2 separate regions of the Mus musculus genome follow, and region 1 is linked to region 2. Evidence: chromatin contacts called from public Micro-C data. All regions are on one chromosome and are shown on one strand. The core of a region is the stretch at or near the end of the contact, and the rest is flanking DNA. Distances in the headings are between cores, read along the strand shown.

What was found. Hi-C and Micro-C count contacts between places; a contact is called where the count stands out from the background.
Region 1: a Micro-C map of B cells shows a contact between it and region 2, with 2.1 times the contacts expected there. The contact joins two enhancer-like sites. A contact is called at or near these places in 2 of 15 datasets of contacts at CTCF or cohesin (large pre-B cells and pro-B cells), 8 of 484 Hi-C or Micro-C datasets (B cells, the G1E-ER4 cell line, cardiomyocytes and 3 more), 6 of 115 datasets of contacts at active chromatin or transcription factors (bone marrow-derived macrophages, embryonic basal ganglia, embryonic limb bud and 3 more) and 1 of 9 other capture datasets (embryonic stem cells).

The regions. Positions count from the first base shown.
Region 1 is chr2:29,659,951-29,664,570 of GRCm38.p6, forward strand. The region is part of intron 1 of Rapgef1 (Rap guanine nucleotide exchange factor (GEF) 1); the gene reads left to right. Among named protein-coding and RNA genes, the nearest start is that of Rapgef1, 43 kb to the left of the region's middle. Within about 2 kb of position 1,976, at least 123 of the 459 cell types and tissues checked have an H3K27ac peak or open chromatin away from gene starts, as enhancers often do.
Region 2 is chr2:29,192,821-29,196,844 of GRCm38.p6, forward strand. Ntng2 (netrin G2) reads right to left here. Exons shown (of 7, transcript NM_133500.2): 6 at 2,827-2,961; 7 at 1,906-2,233. The coding sequence ends at 2,001. Among named protein-coding and RNA genes, the nearest start is that of Ntng2, 53 kb to the right of the region's middle. Within about 2 kb of position 1,586, at least 114 of the 459 cell types and tissues checked have an H3K27ac peak or open chromatin away from gene starts, as enhancers often do.

The sequences.
Region 1 (4,620 bases), core at 726-3,225, 470 kb after region 2:
AGGAGGAAGAAAGGATTGTGGGACGAAGTGATGGGGGGGAGGTCAGTGAGCGGGATGTAAAGGGAATAAATAAAATATATTTTTTTAAATCACAAAAGAATGCACCTATTAAATAACATCACAACCATGTCAACAGGAAACAACAATTTCATCAAAGCCACATAAGTTAAGTTGTTCATATGACTTAATAAAAAGATATTGGTCCATACAGTTACCATACTGGCCACAGAAGAAAGGAAATATATCATTTCTATATATGTAAAACACAAAATGTGAAGATACTATAGCTCAAAGTATTTTTTATCAAGAAAATTGATTTCCTTAGAAATAAGTAATTCACTCTAAATAAATAAATAAATAAGAGTGCTTGAGCTCAGAAAGGACCTGGAGCTTGAATCAGCTCCTCTATGAAGGATGGTGGGTGTCAGCGGACACAAGGATCCAAAGGGGGGAGCCATGTTGTGAGAGAAAGTTGTCTTATTAGTCAGATTAAAGTCTGTCACATCTTGAAAGTTTCCCAGCAGCCTCATTCCAGTGAGCCCAGGGTAGCTTCTCTTCCAGGATGTAGATATGTCTCACCAGAACAACTTTCTACAAACCTTCATGGTGTTGAGTGACAGCAAGCCATAGAATGCTGGTGGTGGTGGGACCCTTGAGCCTTTCCTCAGTGACGTCTCCCGATGAGCAACAAGCCCCTAGCCCCTGACACAGCCTGTGAAGCTCCTGTGAGGCTCCTGCTAGCCTGTGCTCCCAGGCCTGTGAGGCTCCTGCTGGCCCGTGCTCCCAGGCCTGTGAGGCTCCTGCTGGCCCGTGCTCCCAGGCCTGGCCCTCTGGAACCCAGCAGAGCTAATGTGTGTGCCTTTGAGCTGTGGGAGCTCTAGGACACTGCTCTGCAGCAGTGGGAACCAAGTGAGTAAGAGGTGATGACACCAACTGTTATAGAACATTCTCAACATGAAAGTCTAAGACAGGAATCAGCACTAGGTCCTCCCTTAAAAGTGGAGCTTAATAGTGACCTGTGTCACTTCCACCAAAGACAAATGGGGTAAGACAGTTCTCATTAAATTGATTTTTGGTTTGGTTTGGTTTGGTTTTGAGACAGGCCTACATCTGTAGCCCAAATCCTCTGGAACTCACTGTGTAGTCCAGGCTAGTTTCAAACTCTGTTATTCCTTCTGCAGCCTTTCAAATGCTGGGACTACAAGTGTGAACCCCCACCCCCTCCAGGCTGTCCAGTAAGTTCACTCTGACTTATTTCTGGGTTAATTACAGCTCCTTGAAAAAGCATAGATTTCTTAAGAAATGTCTGATGTATGACATTGTCAGACTCCATAAAGTGTAAGGTTTAAGTGGTCATTTGAAGACCTTTATTAGCTCATAGAAACCCAAATTAAAGACCAAGTTCATAGCTTCTTTACATCTTCCTTGCAATTCCTTCTACAGTGTTGTACTAGGAAGTCACCTCTTCTGAGTTCAGAGCTTTAGTGGACAGAATTAACCCATCTTGTTCACTTTTTTATCTTGGCCAACAGGAAACTCAGAGCCAAACACCCACAGCTGGTGCAGTACATCTTTCTTTATGTTTCTGCTATTGCATGCTTTTAAACTGTTGTAAGGGTCTTGTGTTACCTAAACAAACACCACCATTAGGGGAAGAACTGTTCTTAACTGCATGTTAGCTCTGCAGTTGAGTTTTACCCAGCTTCTGAGCAGAAGCAGCCATGTGTGTGCGGTACACTAATTATTAGGTGAGTTGCTTAATGAGAGCTTGCTGGCTGGCTAGTGAACTCTGACTTCTGCGTCTCCCCAGGGACGAAACCCTATTGCTGTTTTCATCTAGGAGAGTTTACTTCTGACCCAGAGGGAAAGTGGGATTGGTGCAGTCCAAGACTCCCCAAGAAGCTGTATATCAGTTGAGTCAGCTTCCCCCTCCCTGGGGGAGTCAGTGCCTTCTGCCTCTGCTCAGGCGCAGAGAAGAGAGGAAGTGACCTTCTGATTGTGGCTTTGGTAGCTGGCTCCATCTCTCCTCTCGGGGTAGAGCGTTTGAGGGTTTGCTTTTGCTTTTGCATTTCCTGTGTATAACTCCGAAAGCAAAGTAGGTTGCTGAAAATGTCACCTGGTGTTTGTTATTTTGCACCTAGAATAACATTTGAGACCCGTGAAACAGTGAGTCATTAGGGTAGTTTGAGACAGAGCAAGTGTCATCTGTGCTACTGCTGTCCATATTTTTCTAGGATGTTAGCAGCCCGTTTTCCATGCTTCTTCAGACATGCATACTGCTGGGGTTGCTTCGCGGCAGAGCCCTTGTCTGACACATGCTCCGTTCTTGTCTGTGTTTCACCCCCAGCATACGAAGCAAGCAATCAAACAAACCCCGGTCACATCTACACAATCTACTCCTTTTTGTAGCAGTGCAGAGACACAGTCACTGTGTGGGTTCACCTTCACTCCAGCATGTACACAGACCTTGCTTAAGCTATAGTGTGTTTAGGAAGACCATGGGTCAGGGAAAGTGGCTGGAAAGGCAATTGGGCTACATACCAGGAACCAACCAGTGAGCAGGCCATGTGCCCATCTATCAGTGGGAGCTTGAACATGGCCACCTAGCTTCCAGTAGACACTTTGTGTCTGTTGGGTGATAATGAAGTCAGTAACAACACAGATTAGAAAAGGGGCAGGAGAGGAAGGCTTTGTAAAACAGTAGGAAGAGAGTTCATAGGCAGTGCCTTCTAACTTAGTGGCTCTGACTCTACTGAGAGACTGTTAAGAGATTGCAGGAGGGGCTGGAGGGATGTCTCAGCCTAAGAGCACTGACTGCTCTTACAGAGGCCCCAGGTTCAATTCCCAGCACCCACTTGGTGGCTCACACCCATCTGTAACTCCAGTTCCATGCACACAGACATATAGGCAGGCAAAGCACCAATGTATATAAAGTAAAAAATAATAGATTATTAGAGAGAGAGAGATGGAGATTGCAGGAGCCATCCTGTTTATGATCAGTGTATGACTTGTAAGAAGTCCCTTGGGGATGCAGCCACACTTAGAGAACCCCTGGTGTAGGCTGATGTTCTTGCTTCCCACATGAGAAGAGGCAAGGGTAAACTGTGTCTGCCTACTGACAAAATGAGCGAGGGACTGAAGCGGCACGCAGAGAAGGAGAAATCATCCCAGCGTCCATGACTAGCAGGCTCCTGTGCTGCTGAGTGCCCGGTTGTTATCCTGGGGTTCACTTCCAACTGTCTGGCAACCTTGGGGACACACAAGCCCAAGAGTGCCATTTTAAACATCAGTTGCTTGCACACGGCCCTTAACTCCTTTATGGGGAGTGGGTTCTGTCTAAGCCTAAGAGCCAGGTCACATGAGTGAGTGGCAGATCTCTTCCTCAGAGGACAGATGTGCTTCTAGCACACTCTGATCTAGTGTTTAGACTCTGAATTAGCTCTCTGATGACAACGAAGAAAGCCCATCCTACAGCCCACGTTAAACGACTCCCAGCTGCTCTCTGCCCCTCCCCTTGACAGCATGCTTGTCCCCAACACATGCTTCACTAGCTCTCCACCCCAGCATAGTGCAGCTCTGAGCCACTGCAGTCTTCTGTGTGGAAGCTGGTGGACAGTACCTCTCTCAGTTCTCCTTCCCTCCCTTTGCTCCTCGTTTCCCTCCCAGGAAAGCCTTCACAGGAGCCTGCTGTCTAGAGCAGGTCTAAGTGTCCCTTTCTGGAAGGCCCTGGGGAGGAAGACCCACAGTGGTGGTCTCTCCCACACTGCAGCCTTTCATCTCAGTGGCCTCTGGTGCTCTGAGGAACTGACCCAAGGCTAATTTATGGCATGGATCTGAGCTCATTTCAAGTTGATCTTTGGGTGAGAGGTGTTTAGAGACCAAAGCCAGACAGAGCTCTGTTGCAGTGTTTCCAGCCCACCTTCCATGACTGCTTTAAAGGTAAAGAGACAGGCAGCCTTTACCCAAAACACTGCTCTTAACCCCTTGCTAAACAGGATATAAAAACATTACTGTAAAGAAACTAGATATTTCAGTCCCTGCTCTGTGGTAGTGCTTTAGTTTGTAAAGGATGTTGGAACTAAACATTATTCATCAGGCAGCCTCAAAAAATCATGCATAGCTTACTGACTGATAATTCTCTTGTGGGCCATAAACCCATTTACAGATTCAGACCAAGAATTTTGGGTGACTTCTCAAACATGCACAGTAGCACTTTGATTAAAGTATCCTTGGATCCAGGATCACAGTGCCTTACAGTAGTGAATCACAGCAGACTCAGGCTTCCTGGAAAAAGAGGAAGTGCTATGTTTCCTTCCATGGTCACTTCATGACTCCTGGAAATTTCCATTAAACGCAGTGGATTCACCCTGTTGTCCCTGCCTTCCTCCCCTGAGGAAGGTCTGCTAGGGTCTCACATGCTAGGACAGGGCTTTGCATCGTAGGAGCCCTGCTTCCTTAAGATCTGGAGGGACTGTGCCTTGGGCTGTTGAGCCCTTAGCAGAGCCTTTCCTTCCCAGTTGATTTTGTTTCCCTGTTAAGAAATCCCAAGGTTTTCCATGCCATGTGTAAAATCAGGTTCCTCCTAGATTGTGTTAGTGGGGCTTGAGATTACTTTCTTTT
Region 2 (4,024 bases), core at 336-2,835:
CTCACGCTCAGCCAGCCGGCTCCTGCTTCCACCCATCAGACTGAGTGCCAGGAAGAGAGGCAGGAGAGGAGCTAGGGCCAGGGTTGGGGGAAGGGCTTTTAGGAACTTTCTGGAAGTCCTGTCTGTCATTTCTGCTTATATCTTATGCATTTTGGGGTTCATGTATAGAGCCAGGAACCTGACAGAGGCCACCCTTAGAGCTTGGAACTGACTCCTGAAACCTAAGGCTGGGGATCAGAGCAGAGAGTGGCCAGTAGGGGCAGCATCTGGCCTCAGTCAGTCAACAGTCCATCTTCTGTCCTCCCCTCAGCCCCAAGATAGGGTTTTCCTGTGTAGTGCTGGCTATCCTGACTGTGTAGACCAGGCCTCGAACTCACAGAGATCCACTTGTCTCTGCCTCCTGAGTGCTGGAATTTAAAGGCATGTGCCACTATGTCCAACCTGTCTTCCCTGTCTGATCTCTTAGCTTTGCATCAGAGACTTGAGCAAAGGCCTGGGGACAGCCTAGGCTAGAAAGAGTATCTGGCAGATGGCATACAAGGAGGTGACTCGGGTGGGAACAGGAGGGACAATTAGGAACCAGGACAAGGAGCCATGGGACACTTGGAGACAGAAGAGAGGGAACCGGGCCTCCTGCAACACAAGCAGAGGCAGATACTGAGCTGCACACAGTGGGTCAGCTTTAGTGACCTGTTGGGTCCTCATATATCAAGGTGCCTAGGCAGGCAGATATAATGCCCACCTCAGGGCGCACTGGCCAGGCAGACATCAGCTGGGAGCTCGATGCAACCTCACACGGGATCTGAAGCTCCTGAGCCAACACATTTGTCCCAGACAGCCACAGAGGCAGGTTACAAATCAGCATGGGGTGCAGTAGAATTCCAAGAATTCTCCCTCAGTTATTTTCCTGGGGCTTCCACAGCAGAGACTCTGGATTTGGGGGAGTTGTAGGAAAGGGGTGGGGCACCCCTGTTTGGAGATCCACCTACCAGATGGTGGCCAGCAGCCTGGCTGACGGTAAAATTGGGGGAGCATACAAGGAAAGAACAGACTGGGAAGAGTGGCCCCAATACCGAGTCTTTAAACCTTTTTTGTGGTCTCCTTTCTTTATCCAAACCTTTGGAGTGTCTGTCAACACAGGAAGCAAGCAGGCAGAGGCAGCTGTGAAGTCGCTTTACTGTGGGCTTGTACACCATCAGCCACCCTCAGTGACCACCTCCCACCCGAGTCTGTCCTCACAAGGGACAGTGGATACAAACAAAATAGTTCTCTAGAAAACAAGGTTTCCACCCCTCCCCGCCCTTTGTCCTACCCCTCCCGCAGACAGTGAGTTCTTCTCTCTCCAGGCCTCCTTGGGGACCTGGGGTCTGGTGAGTGCAAAAAAAAAAAAAAAAAAAAAAAAAAAAAAAAAAAAAAAAAAATACAAAAGAGAATCAAGTCAGCGACTAGAGTTGTAGGCAACTGTTTGTTGTTCCGGGTCCGCTGGCTGGTGCTGGCAGCCAGGAACAGGCGCTGGGGTGTGCGCAAGAGTTCTGTGTGTGTATGTGTGTGGCAGGACCTGCGGGTGTTGGGATGAACAGCGTTTCTCCCCAGTCCCTGTCTCGCCGCCAGCAAAAGAAAAGAGGAGGGGAAGGAGGAGGACAGAGAAGAGGAGGAGGCGGAGAAGGAGGAGGAGGAAGAGGAAGAGGAGAAGAACAAGAAGAAGAAGAAGAACAAGAACAAGGACAACAAAAAGAAGAACATGAAGAAGAGAGCAAAGAAAGAAACATGGGAAAATGGAAAAATGATAGAGACATTAAGTCATAAAAAACTGAAATTCGAAGTCCGCCGGGTCAGGGCTCCACAGCGCCCCCTGTGGCCGGCGAGGGCAGTGCCGGGCGGGGCTGGTGAGCGCGGGCAGAGCAGGGAGGGCGGGAGGACTCTGCGAGTAGCACCTGGGAGCAGCTCGGCCGCACCCGTGTCGCCGCCGGGCCAGGGACCCCTGGACCCTTAGAACGGGCTCAGCAGGCCAGACGGGCGGCCAGCCCGAGCAGCAGCAGGCATCCGAGCAGGGTGTCGGGGCGCGGGACGATGCCTGGCGCGCGGTCACAGTCCGGGCCAGCGTCGTCGGCGAGGTCACAGCGGGGCTGCTCACAGCGAATGCCGGTGTAGCCGGGCGGGCAGGCGCAGCGTTGGTTCTGCTGGCAGGTGCCGCCATTCTGGCAGAGCAGCTGGTCATCGTCGCACACATTGGCTGCGGGCCGGAGGGGACAGTTGAGGCAGCTGTGGGGATGGACTGAGCTTCTGCAATAGGGAGCTGGGACAGCCCCCCCCCCCAGGGGGCCGGTACTTAGAACGAACACAGTGAGAAACATCCCTGCAAGGGATGGGACCTGGCTCCTGGCTGTCCCCCGCCATTGACCCCCATTCTCTCCCGTTCCTCCCCGGCAGTGGCGCGGTTCTCTGGAATCAACTGCTATCTGCTGCGTGTACCTGGAGCGGTCTGACAGCCTATGCTCCTCGGGTCTCGCCAAGCCTTCATTTCTTGAGTGCAAACTCCTGCGCTCTCAGCCAACTTTAGTCAGCTCCCCTTCAATCCCTACATCCCCCCCCCCTTTCCTGGCTCCCACTTTCCACGGACTCAGTCCACTGAAGACCGGGCAATGCCCACTCGACCCCCGCCCCCGCCACTTTGAACCCCTACCCTGGTTGCATCAGACCTTTCTCACTGCAGCCACGTGTTCAAAGCCCACCCCCAGCTAACAGCAGGCCCACGTAGGCCCCTCCCACCATGCTGGACCACGCACCCAGCCTAAAGGGTCTGTCTTCAGGGGCCGGTCTACTCACGATAGCATCCTTGGCGCCAGTAGTGTGTAGGAAGGCAGTCGTCGCACTTGGGCCCCACTGCGCCCTCCCTGCACTCGCAGAAGCCTGTCTCATTGCATCGATCGTGCACAGAGCCGATCTGGTTACAGTTACATTCTAGGGGAAACAAGAGCATAGGCCACGTGCAGCCAGAGTGGCCTGTGAACCTACAAATGGGTCCTACCTCAGGCCCAACCTCTATAACCCGCCTTTGTATCCTTCTCAGCTGGGTCTCTTGCTCTCCCTGGCGATGCTCCCCACAAGGCTGGGGGGGGTCCTGGGGAATACTGGCGCATTTACATGGCAAGAGAAGGCTCAGCATAGTTTTTCCTCTCCTGGCATCCAACACTCTAGCTCCACTGTGAGGGCTGAGCCAGCCTCATTGCTCTTTCTGGACAGCTGAAGTGGGGGCTACCAATACCAAGCTATGAGTAAGACAGGTGACAGGTGTCTGATCAGGAGATTCTGGTGCGTGTGTGTGTGTGTGTGTGTGTGTGTGTGTGTGTGTCCATCTGTCCTTGGACCCCAGTCCTTGAAGCCCAGTGCTTGGCCTGAGACCGAGGAACAGACAGAAAAGAAGGGGCCACCTCTAATCAGATCCATTGACCCTGCCCTCTCCCTGCAGCTGGCCCTGTTGACACTGGCAACACAATTCTGCTAGATCACTTTAGAGTTGATGGAATATCCGAAGGCCTCAGCCATGATCCAGAGTAGCAGCTCTAGCTTTGCAACTGATCAGGTGGGGGTGGGGTGGCGGGGGATGGGCAGTGGCTCTGCTGATCGATGGCTAAGATCTAGCAGCCCACAGACCTGAGACCTGGCACCTGCTGCAAACAGGTGGGAAGATGGGCAGTTCTGACTGCCCGTCTATGCTACTGGGTATCAGTTGGGGGCTATAGGTTTGGTTTTTAGGGTCTGTCCTCTGCCCAGGTCCAAGGAATGTCATGGGTCTTCTCTACAGAAAAGTCAGTGCTGGACCATAACACTGAAGAAAGAGGGTGCCTACAACTGCTGGCTCTGAAGTTTTGAAGGACAGTTTCAACAACAGAGGAGAGATAGAAACTGCTTACCTAGTCTACTGCCCAGTTTTCTATGCACTCAGAGAGGACAAGGGATGGGCCAGCTTCGCACAGCAAGCCTTTGGCTGTAACTAGCACCTCTGCTTCCAGTGCCTACAGTT